4 separate regions of the Sus scrofa genome follow, and all the other regions are linked to region 3. Evidence: chromatin contacts called from public Hi-C and targeted proximity ligation data. All regions are on one chromosome and are shown on one strand. The core of a region is the stretch at or near the end of the contact, and the rest is flanking DNA. Distances in the headings are between cores, read along the strand shown.

Region 1 (2,755 bases), core at 39-2,538, 150 kb after region 3:
ACACTTGGAAAACACTGCCAGCCTCGTTTTCAACACACAGCATCTCCCATGTCTGGGGTGCAGCCAGTTGGCCTCGGACAATCTCTACCCCAGATGGTATCATGACTACCTGCTTGGGGATGGAAAATTCTTCCAGGAAAGCTCACAAAGCCAGGGTGTTTCTGGCATCAAGGGACTGAGAGGCTGCCAACCCAGAGAAGGGATGGTGGCTGTGGATGCAATCTTCCAGAACTTAGGAATCTGATCCCAGCCCAGCCCTTCATGGATGTCTCCATGCCTTCAGGATAAAGTCCCCAATCCCTTCTCATCTGTAAAGCTCTTGGTGAGTGTGCCTTCTCAGCAGGGGTCATGGGCTCACCCTCTCCCTGCTGTTCTCTAAGCTCCTGCCTTGGTGGATGTCAGAGGCACCTCCCTGCCTGGACATGTGGTCCCTTCTATTCATGACGCTCTTGCCATGGCCTGGCGGATTCTTTGTGTCACCCTAACATCACTCCCTCCCTCCGGGGTCCTTCCCAGACCCCTCCTCACACTAGGTAGGGTTCCTGTTTCCCTCCCACAGAACCTCATACTTCTCTGGAACACTCGTGGTTGTTGGGAGTTTTGGTTCCAGGCCTGTCTGCCCCATGAGTCTGGTGGCTCCATGGAGCCATGGACCAAGCCTGTCTTGTTCATCACCAGGTCTAGCATGTATTAGGCGTTCAAGAAATGTTGGCAGGAGTTCCCATCGTGGCTCAGTGGTTGGCGAATCCGACTAGGAACCATGAGGTTGCGGGTTTGATCCTTGCCCTTGCTCAGTGGGTTAAGGATCTGGCTTTGCCAAGAGCTGTGGTGTAGGCTGCAGACGTGGCTCGGATCCTGCGTTGCTGTGGCTCTGGCATAGGCTGGCAGCTGCATCTCTGATTCAACCCCTAGCCTGGGAAACTCCATATGCTGCAGGAGCAGCCCAAGAAATGGCAAAAAGACACACACACACCACCAAAAAAAAAAAAAAGAAAGAAAGAAATGTTGGCAGGGACCACTGAGCAGGCTGCCAGAACTAGCATCATCACTCAGGAAGAAGCTGTCACACAAACCTCTGCGCATTCAGTGTAGATTGTCACTCCCTTGACGTAACAGCTGAGATCCCCAAAGAAGCAAGTGCAAACATGCAGCGTGCCAGCTGTTCCCTTGCCTGTGGAGGCACCAGGACGAACGAAAGAGCTCACGCAAACAGCATGATCAGCTCCCGGGAGAGACCTGTCAACGCTGCTGGCCACTCGCTGCACACAGAGGGTTACTGTGACTCCCAGCCCCCGCCCCCATCAAGGTGGATGTCTCTCCAAGATTTGGGACCGAGTGCAAACGCAAAGGCGGTACTGTAGGTCCCCCCAGATTCCATTTGGGGGCTCATGCTACAGGAACGAGGGATGGCTTTCCCTCATCAGGACGGCCACAGCCCTCCGGCAAAAGCAGTTGTCTAACAACTTCTGCTCAGTAAGGTCACCCTGGACCCAGCTACAGGAAGGGCTGGTGACAGGGCCAGGCAATGCTGCATGGGGGCTGGCGACAGTACAGGCGAGAGGTGAGTCACACTGGGCTTTCCTTTCCTCTCTCTACAGATGGCTGCACTGCTGCTGGGGAGGGGAGCACTGATAGTGGGGCCTTGGGAAGTTGCCAAGGGCCAGACTCTGGGCCTTTGATTCCAGGCTAGAAGGTCTGCAGGGCCAACTTTGTGCAAAGAAGTCCCAGCCTCCAAAGTGCTCCGTCTTTTCCACTGATGCTTGAAATTCCTTAACCAGGGGAAGAGTATTTTTTACATATGATTAGCACTAAGGTTTAATAGTTCCAGGAGAAAAAGCATGGTCACTTAAATTCACCTCTCTCCACTTGCCCAATCTTTTAAAGGCAGAGAGGATTCTGGTACCTAGAATGACCTCATGACTTGCTTCTGAGTTGAGGAATCCAGCTAGTTAACTGGTGGAAGAGAAAGCAAAGGACAGAAGGACATTAGGCTGACTTATTTGTTAGGCTTTAGGTGGCGAAGGAGCAGGGAGCAGAAAAGTAGTGTCAGGAACAGAAAGAGGAAGGAGAGAGATTTAGGGAGGAGGGAGCCACTGCCTGGTTTATAAAAAAGTTTGAGACAGAGAATTTTAAAGAGGTTTTGTTATGGAGTTCATATCGTGGCACGGTGGTTAACGAATCTGACTAGGAACCATGAGGTTGCAGGTTTGACCCCTGGCCTTGCTCAGTGGGTTAAGGATCTGGCATTGCCATGAGCTGTGGTATAGGTCGCAGATGCGGTTCGGATCCCAAGTTGCTGTGGCTGTGGTGTAGGCCAGAGGCTACAGCTCCGATTGGACCCCTGGCCTGGGAACCTCCATATGCTGCGGGTGTGGGCCTAGAAAAGACCCAAAAAAAAGAGGTTTTGTTATGCATCAAAAGTAAACTCCTTCCCAAATCCTGCCATTTGTGAAAATGGATGAACCTGGAGGGCTCTATGCTCAGCGAAAGAGGCCAGAGACAAACACTGCATGGTGTCACTTCTATGTGGGACCTTAACAAGTTACGCTCATGGAAAGAGAGCAGAAAAGTGATGCCAGGGACTGAGGGTGGGGAAAATACGGAGAAGTTGGTAAAAGGGTGCAAACTTTCAGCTGTACGATGAATAAGGTCTGAGGATCTACTGCATAGCATGGTGACTGCAGTAGATAATATTATTGTATAATTGAAATTTGCTAAGCACTTAGGTGATGAATATGTGTTAATTAATTCAACA
Region 2 (3,121 bases), core at 604-3,103, 250 kb after region 3:
TGGCAAGGGTTGGAGTTGAGATGTGCACAGAATTCAGAGCAGCACGCCCACTGCTGATGCGTGGCTACTCTCAACCTCAAAGTCCAGGTCCATCGGGTTAATCATCCGGGAATTATAACAGCATAACAGCAACAGGCAGACATGTACCCAGTACTCTGAGCTCGACATGGTTCTAAGCACATTATGTATATTGACTCTATTAAAAAATTTACTGGACTACGGTTGATTTACAATGCTGTGTTAGTTTTAGGTATGTCCCGAAGTGATTCAGTTATGTATATGTATGTGTGTATGTATATATATATTCTTTTCATTATAGATTATTGTATGATATTGGGTATAGTTCCCTGTGCTGTAAGCATGTCCTTGCCAGTTATCTATTTTATATATAGTTGTATGTATACGTTAATCCCAAACTTCTAAGGTATCTCTCTCCCCTCTTTTCCCCTTTGGTAACTGTATGTTTGTTTTCCATGTCTGTGAGTCTATTTCTGACAGTTCAGAAAGCTTACAGAAATGACAGGTGTGGCAGGCATAATTAAGGGCCCTCAAAGATGTCCATAGTCCCTGGAACCTTGGAACATGTGACTTTACCTGGCAAACAAGACTTTACAGGCACGATTAAGTTATGGAACCTCTAGAACTACCATAAGACCCAGCAATCCCACTCTTGACATATATCCAAACAAAACTTTCCTTAAAAAAATACACAAGTACCTGAATGTTTGTTACAGCGCTATTCACAGCAGCCAAGATGAATGTCTATTGACAGATGAATGGATTAAGATGTGGTATGTATACACAATGGAATACTTACTCAGCCATAAAAAAAACCCCAAAATAAAGCCATTTGCAGAACATGGATGGAACTAGAGACTCTCTTACTAAGTGAAGTTGTAAAGAGAAAGACAAATGCCATATGGCATCACTTATATCTGGAATCTAATATGTGGCACAAAGGAACCTTTCCACAGAAAAGATCATAGACTTGGAGAACAGACTTGTGGTTGCCAAGGGGGAGGAGGTGGGAGTGGGACAGAGTGGGAATTTGGGGATAATAGATTAAAACTATGGCCTTTGGAAAGGATTAGCAATGAGATCCTGCTGTGTAGCTCTGGGAACTATATCTAGTCACTTGTGGTGGAGCATGATAATGTGAGACAAAGGAATATATACATGTATGTGTGACTGGGTCACCTTGCTGTGCAGTAGAAAATTGACAGAACACTGTAAACCAGCTATAATGGAAAAAACCAAAAACCATTTAAAAAAAAATGGTTATGGAACCTCAAGATGGAAAGAGTATCCTGGATTACCCAGGTGGGCCTGATGGAGTCACAGGGTCCTTGCAGAATGGAAGACAGAGGCAGACGGTGGACCAGAGCTGCAGGGTGAGAAGAATGTGACCAGAGCTGCAGGGTGAGAAGAATTTGAGGCTCCACTGCTGGTTCTGTGCTCTAAGGAGTCACATGCAAGGACGAGAGAGCCCGCGAGTTGCCAAGGGTGGCCCCCAGCCAATGGCCAGTAAGGAAATGGGACCTGAGTCTCACAACCTCACAGAATGGAATTCTGCCAACAACACAAACAAGGAAGCAAGGAAGCGGGTCATCCCGTAAAGCCTCCAGGAAGGAAAGCAGCCCTGCCGACACCTGGATTTTGCTGGTGTGACCTGGGCGAGATCCTGACCTACTGAACTCTAAGATGATACGCCTGTGCTGTCCCAGCCACTGAGTGTGTGGTAACTGGTTCTGGCAGTGACAGAAAACACATAAGATGGCATGGCCCTGGCCAGTGACTCTCAAAGGGGAAAGGCCTGAGGGAGGGGGGAAGGCCCCAGGGGTTCTCTGCCAGCCTGGCCCCTGCTGGGAGTTGGACTAAGGTGCCTTCATGATGGGATCTCAGTGACCAGAGAGGCAGGTGCCTGGAGTGGCTGATTTGAGATGCAGCCAAGGGTGTGTCACCCCAGGGCCTGTGCTCCTTGGCAGAGAGAGAGGAGACTCCACAGGGAGGGGGAAAGGACATGAGCTGGCCCAGAAGGAGGGGGTTTCAGGCCCAGGAAAGTGGGAAATGGGGAGGGGGTGGGGACAGTGACTCACTGAGAAACAGACAGGAGGTGTGTTGTGTGCACGCACCTGCCTGTTGAGGGGAGGCAGGTGAGCGGAGGGAGCCGACTGACAGACGGGAGTAAGGCTGGAACACTGGGTTGGAATTGTATTTCCAAAGAGCTCTGTAGGTCCCACTAAGAAGTTCAGGTCAACTGTGTACGCGATGGAGATGCATGAGGATGCCCAAGCAGAGTGACCTCTGCATTTAAAACCTGCCTTTGAGCAGCTACTCCACAGCAGTACAAGCCGGAGTTAAGGCCCTGGAACTAGAGACAGGGAAGGGCAGCCTCAGCGATCTGCGGTAGAAATTCTCAGGCCCATGGAAAGAGCTATTAGGTACTGAGTGAGCCATCTGTCAGAGAAGAGAGCGCCGTGTTTCTCACTGCTAACCTTCCCAATAACCCTGCAAAGGAGTGCTTACCTTCCTTTACAGAGAAACGGAGACTCAGAGAGGTTTGTTAGCTTGCCTAAGGTCACACAGCTATTAAATGGCCCGAGATTTTAATGTGAACTTTTGCAAGGGGCCAGGCTTCAAAACCTGTGCTTTTAATAATACAATGTATAATACAAAGGAGGAAAGAGAATTAAGAGCTATTTTAGAAATAATGGATGAAAACTGATGACCAATTCAAAGCGAGGAAGGCTGAGGCAGAGGGGAGGACTCTGCTTGATTGACCAGGTGTGTGCCAGGATCCAGGGGATAGAGAATGGGCGGAATCTAAGGCTTCTCACAGGGACAGTATCACAGCCCGGGGGCATTTGGAGGTATTGGTGGGGTGTTGTTTTGGTTGTTCCAGTGGCTGGCAGGGGGACCAAACTTCCTTCAAGGCACAGGACTGTCTATTCAAGAGAGAACTGCCACATCCTAAATACTAAAAGTGCCCCTTCCAGGAGTTCCCGTCGTGGCGCAGTGATTAATGAATCTGACTAGGAACCATGAGGTTGCGGGTTCAATCCCTGGCCTTGCTCAGTGGGTTAAGGATCTGGCGTTGCTGTGAGCTGTGGTGTAGAGCAGC
Region 3 (2,855 bases), core at 337-2,836:
ATTTTGTGTACCATAGCTACGTATTCATAAAATGCAGACTGCACATGAACCACATTCATTTGGTACCGTTTTAAACAATTTAGACACTCAAAATAGAACTGTAGCCCTGAACACATAGTCTCCCACGTGGAGCAAAATTACATAGCACATCAGCAAAAAGTGCAATATGAAATGGCAGGAATTTTCTTTTCCAGAACTAGCTGCCAGGAATCTTGGTTTATTAGCTCAGTTTACAATGGCAGCTTAACAAATTTGATACAGTTTTTTTTAAATCAAAATATGCCCCCTCTTATATATGCCCATAACTTGTATTTGTCTGCAAATAAGGTGGGAATAAGGATTGAAGTTTGTTATATGCCAAAGGAATATGGCAGTTCTGAAAGGATCACCTCTACTACCAAACAGAGAACTGCTCTGCCCTTCACTGGGCTTGTTGACTTTTAGAAGGAGAAGAGCTTTAAACAAATATACCCTCCCATAGAGGTGGCTCTCAAAAAGCACTTGGGTTATTTATTTGCTTCTCTTTTAGTTTGGCTGTGATGTTTCTGCCTGGTGGCCACAGGCTGAAGAAATGGGGTGTCTGGGAGGACCGACTGCCCGTCAGGCTAAACAGAACAATGAAATGAGTCCTTGGAGGGTTAGTGCTGGGCCCCTTCATTTGACCCGCTGAACCGTTCCTGGCCCAGCTGCGGGCGTCCAACAAAGTAAATTGCAGCTTATGCTCCCTAGGAAGATGACCCAACATGACTCACTGTCGTCAAGTTACAAAGAGTTGGACGGATGCTGAGTGAGGGTTGTTATTCTCTCCTGCTGGCAGACGTGGCCACCAGCCCCAACAAAGGACACGTTGCACGTCCCTGGTTCAGGCTCACCCAGGGGATCAGCGGGTCCAGGGTCTCCCAGGCAGCTTCCTGGCCCACGTTCTAACCAACCCAAGCTCCTGATTCTACTCCCACGGTCGCCTTAACCCTCTTCTTCCTCCCGGGTCGGGGATGCGGTGGTCTCAGAGGCCAGAAATTATCGGGCCAAAAATTATCTCTTACTTCAAGGCGTCCCACCCGACCCACGGCGCGACTCCCGACCACTATGGCCCGCTCATCTCGGTCCCCCCATGAGAGTTCCAGGATTCCACTACCCTCATTGCTTGGGTCCTCCCTTACACGCAAACGCAGACAAAGCGGAACCCCCACCCCGCACCGCAAGCAAAACACCCAGCAGTGCAGACAGCCCCCTGCCCATCCCCATTCCGCGGCTCTGCCCCTCCACCGGACTCACCACGTCCACCACCTCCCTCTGCCGGAGCAGCGCCTTTTGCTTCCCCTTGGGGGTCTCGGAGGCGCTCGACGGCGCCTGCGGCTGCAGCAGCAGGAGCAGCAGGAGGCCTAGGAGCCTCTGCGGGCAGGCGGCGGCGGGGCCCTGGGGGCGCATGGCGCGCGGCGGCCCCGGACGCGCGGAGCAGAGAGGCGGAGGAGGAGACCAGGGAGCCGGGACGTGATCACAGTCTGGCCCCGCCGCACTCCGAGGCCGCCGCCGGCTGCATCAATGAGCCTTTCACTCGCCTGCTTCCCTCCCTCTCCATCTCCCTCCCGCCCCCCCCACACCCCCGACACCGGAGTTTCCATCCCGTAATAGGTCGGAGCCCCCACCCGGAGCCCGACGTGGGGCGGGCCGACGGCCGGGCCCGCCCCCTCCCTGGGCAGCTCAGCTCGTCGGGACCCTCGCGGGCAGCGCCTACCTCGTGGATGGGCCGCCTGCGGAGCCCGGGCTCAGCGAACCACAGGTAGAGGCTTCGAGGAGGCCGGAGTGGAGACCGCACCGCCTAAATGAACTTTGTAGAGGCACGTGCCTTCACCTGGGTCCAAGAATACCTGAGTCAGATCCCTGGCACCGGTGGGGGAATTAGGTGGGGTGGGACGGACCCATAGATACCATATTCTTCCAGGGGGCCATGCTCCAAATAATTAAGAACCTATCCTTCGTAACAAGTGTCAACACTTAGTAAGCTCCAGGAACCATGCAGGCCTTTACACATCCTCTCTGTCCTCTTGACAATCCTGTGGGAGCTGATGCCTCCTCTGCTGGCCCCATTCACAGACGGGGAAACTGAGGTTCAGGGAGGTTAAGCAACAGTGAGTGGTAGAAGACCACTTTTGAGCAATCGCTCTTGATCTCTGCCTGCTAATTATCTTTTTCTAACTCCCTCTGTCCTCCTCTATCTATTCTGGAAGAAAGTATCCACAGGGACCCAGGCAACCCACCAGCTAGGGTCAAGCTGGAGCTTCTTTATACACCATGGGCTGAAATCAGGCAGGACAGAAGTCTTGCCACACCTGTAGCAACATGGAGGTTGCTGACAGAATAGCACTGCTGCTGAAGTCAAATTCAACTCAGCACTTTCTCTTTCTGGCCTAGCCAGATTCTGGAAAATTATACTGGGCTCAACAAATGGATGTTAAAGAGAAGAAACACGGAGTTCCCGTAGTGGTGCAGTGGTTAATGAATCGGACTAGGATCCATGAGGTTGCGAGTTCCATCCCTGGCCTTGCTCAGTGGACTAAGGATCTGGTGTTGCCATGAGCTGTGGTGTAGGCTGCAGACACGGCTCGGATCCTGCGTTGCTGTGGCTCTGGCGTAGGCCGACAGCAATAGCTCCAATTAGACCCCAAGCCTGGGAACCTCCATATGCTGCAGGAGTGGCCCCAGAAATGGCAAAAAGACCAAAAAATAAATTAAAAAAGTAAAAAATAAAGAGAAAGAACAGTTTGGAAGGGGAGCAGTTCAGGGCAGTTCTAGGAATGTTCATTGCTGGGCCAGTCCCTATGTACAGGTAAATGCCACTCCTGTTTGTCAGAAGA
Region 4 (3,139 bases), core at 382-2,881, 130 kb after region 3:
AGGAACCATGAGGTTGCCATTCCATCCCTGGCTTCGCTCAGTGGGTTAAGGATCCAGCCTTGCCGTGAGCTGTGGTGTAGGTCAAAGACGTGGCTCAGACCCTACGTTGCTGTGGCTCTGGTGTAGGCTGGCGGCTACAGCTCCAATTAGACCCCTAGCCTGGGAACCTCCATATGCCTCGGGTGCGGCCCTAGAAAAAGACAAAAAAAAAAAAAAAGATGCAGCTTCTGAGGACGTGAAGGCTCGTGGGAGGCCAGTCCAGAGCTACATCCACATCCACTTTTGTGCCTGAGCTGGGTTCTTGAGGAGGCAGCTCTGGAGGAGAAAAACAAGACTTCTAAGCCTGAAGAGATGGCACGTTCTGAAGAGGTGGCACATTCAGGTCAGAGAGTAAACATCTGGAGGTGGCCCAGAATTCCTGAGCAAATAATTAGCAGGAGAGAATCCGCTTGAGCTGTTTGTTGAGCTCAGGGAAGGAGAGGGTGGGGAGGAGACAGTCAGTGATTTATCAGAGGCTGTGCAGCCAAAAAGGTCCCGAGTGACTGGAGCGAATCAATGTTTAACAGAGAAAGGGAGAGAGCGCCCCACTGAGACAGTTGCAACTTGTGAAAGATCATTTTTTCTGCCGGTTAGCACCTATGAACACCAGGCATGAGACCGAGGCCAGAAGGAACTGAAAGAGGGAGGATGTGGTTTGTTTGGTGGGACCCGGAGTGGGGAAGGGCTCTGAACACAAGCTGCTGTCGCTCATAGCCATTAGCGACATCAGTTGCCCCTCTTGGCCCTTAGAAAGCGATCTGTGGGATCACATCTATGTTGCTTTTTTAATTTTATTTTTATTTTTGTTTTTTTTTTTTAATGGCTGCTCCTGCAGCATATGGAAGTTCCCAGGCTAGGGGTTGAACTGGAGCTGTAGCTGCCAGTCTACACCACAGCCACAGCCACAACCATGCAGGACCCGAGCCGCATCTGCAACCTACACCACAGCTCACGGCAACGACGGATCCTTAAGTCACTAAGCAAGGCCAGGGATTATACCCCCATCCTCATGGATGCTAGTCAGGTTCTCAACTCCCTGAGCCACAACAGGAACTCCCTTTTATTTTATTTTTTTTCACATCTATGTTAAGTCCACTGGTTGTTACCCCCACAAGTGGCCTTTTATTTCCATCACAGCACCATTTCAAATCTATAAGACTTTGTTCATTTATTCTGTAGTATCTGACTTCCCCACACTCAGCACCACTAAAACTGGCAGCTGCTTCAGAGCAAAGGGCATGTGTGCCCGTCCTACTCGTGGATCCTTGGCCTTAGAACAGTGCCAGATGGCGCTCAGTTGACAAACATAGATGAATGAATCCAAAGAGTGCTTACAGGAACTGATGAGGAAAATTTCCAGGCCCAGAAAGGATGGCCTTCAACAAATTCGCTTTGCAATCTAAATGGGAACACTGTGTAGACATGTGCATGAAGATGCACGCTTCATGAAAAGGTTCTTCTAGAGAAGGAAGGCTTAAAAAAAATTACAAAAGTGCCAAGGAACTGTCAAACAGTGGCCTGATGATGTCCAGGCAATGCTGTGAAGTATTAACAGGTCATTTTGGAGGAGCTAAGGAAGAGTGGATACTGCCTGCGTCAGACACAGAAAACACAGGAAGCATTAGCCTGGATATGAGACAAGCTGGGAAGAGACAGTATATAGAAAGCCCTGGAGAGAACAGGAAGAAAATTCTTTTCTTGGGGCAGATTCTTGGCAGCCGAGCCCCAAGTTGGTACGAGATGGCTCTGCTGACAGAAACTATAACCAGAGGTAGACCAGCGGATCCCTTAGGCAGCAAACCTTTGCTTTTGAGGAAGTCAGGGCGCCCAGTGGCTGGTGAGGTCCCAGCAAGTCCACTGATGCATTTCAGCAATGATCTCAAATCGTACAACTGAAGCTATCTGCTCCCTGATCTTATTTTGGAAATACTTGCAACACAGCATTGTTCATTGAATTGTGAAAACAAAAGCTGTGACGTTGGCTTATCAGTGTGTGCCATCTGCGGGCCCCCCCCCCCCGCCCCCGTGCTGTGTTGGTCAGGTGTGTGTGCTTCTCACTCCCTTGCAGCTCGGTTTCTACTGTGGCTAAAGCTCTAGAGGGGCCAGCTCCTCTGGCTCCCTTTTAAGACTACCACACAAGCCCCCAGGTATGTTCATGGGTGCTGTGGGAGGGCTTTCCTGAGCCACCTCTGAGTCTCCCATCTCATCCGTGAACTGCAGACAACAATCCTAATATCGCAGAGTCATTATGAGGATTAGATGAGTTAATACAACGAGTGCTTAGCAGCCTACACCACACCTAAGGGCCTAAGAAAGACAGGACTGAGCACAATTTACTGGCCTTACATTCCTACGGTCCATAACTGGAACCATCTGCTGCTGGTTAGTGTGTAAAGTCGTGTAACCACTTTGGCAGTAACTATTAAAGTCAAACATATCCCCATCCTGTGCGGCAGGAATTCTACTCCTGGGTACACACCCCTGAGAAGTGAATGTCCACCAAAGGACAGTCACAAGAATGGCCACAGCTATGCTGTTCAGAACAGCCCTGAACTGGAAACAACCCAAATGTCCTTCAAGGCGAATGGTTGCATTGCGGTGTATTCATTTAGTGGAATACACATAACGATGCGAATGAGAAAATTTTTGCAACCCACAACATCATGGCTGATTCTCACCAGCATAATGTTGAACAAAAGACGCCAGACACGAAAGAGTGCACACGGCATGATTCCATTTATCAAGGTCAAAAATAAAATACACTGGTCGCTAATGCTAGATGTCAGAAGACTGGTTATGTTGTGGGGGGTGGACAGTGACTGGCACATCCCAGTCACTGCAGTGAGGGGCACAAGGGGGATTTTTGGAGTATTGACACTGTCCTGTGTCTCCTCATGGAAGATGTTACATGGGTGTGTCACTTTATTAAAATTCATTGCACTTATGACTGATTTGTACATTTTTCTAGGTGTACATTATATGTGGTAGGCTGTCCCTAATCCTTTGCTGTCTCTCCACTGGGGACAGAGGGCATTTCCTTGTCCTGTTGATGCTGGGCTTGTCCATGTGAATTTGGCTAAGAGGAGGTTAGATGGTAGGA

Evidence for each region. Hi-C and Micro-C count contacts between places; a contact is called where the count stands out from the background.
Region 1: a contact with region 3 is called in a targeted proximity ligation map of skeletal muscle. A contact is called at or near these places in 11 of 47 Hi-C or Micro-C datasets (alveolar macrophages, embryonic fibroblasts, liver and 5 more) and 1 of 2 datasets of targeted methods (skeletal muscle).
Region 2: a targeted proximity ligation map of skeletal muscle shows a contact between it and region 3, with 5 times the contacts expected there. A contact is called at or near these places in 19 of 47 Hi-C or Micro-C datasets (alveolar macrophages, embryonic fibroblasts, epiblast stem cells and 11 more) and 1 of 2 datasets of targeted methods (skeletal muscle).
Region 4: a contact with region 3 is called in a Hi-C map of skeletal muscle, with 6 times the contacts expected there. A contact is called at or near these places in 4 of 47 Hi-C or Micro-C datasets (embryonic fibroblasts, liver and skeletal muscle) and 1 of 2 datasets of targeted methods (skeletal muscle).

Annotation. Positions count from the first base shown.
Region 1 is chr4:33,923,348-33,926,102 of Sscrofa11.1, forward strand. All of the region lies in intron 1 of BAALC (brain and acute leukemia, cytoplasmic), which reads right to left. Among named protein-coding and RNA genes, the nearest start is that of BAALC, 59 kb to the right of the region's middle.
Region 2 is chr4:34,017,763-34,020,883 of Sscrofa11.1, forward strand. No RefSeq gene overlaps it. Among named protein-coding and RNA genes, the nearest start is that of BAALC, 35 kb to the left of the region's middle.
Region 3 is chr4:33,770,039-33,772,893 of Sscrofa11.1, forward strand. It overlaps CTHRC1 (collagen triple helix repeat-containing protein 1), which reads right to left and starts at 1,587. Exons shown (of 4, transcript XM_003125535.5): 1 at 1,276-1,587. The coding sequence starts at 1,428.
Region 4 is chr4:33,903,025-33,906,163 of Sscrofa11.1, forward strand. The region is part of intron 2 of BAALC (brain and acute leukemia, cytoplasmic); the gene reads right to left. Among named protein-coding and RNA genes, the nearest start is that of FZD6, 60 kb to the left of the region's middle.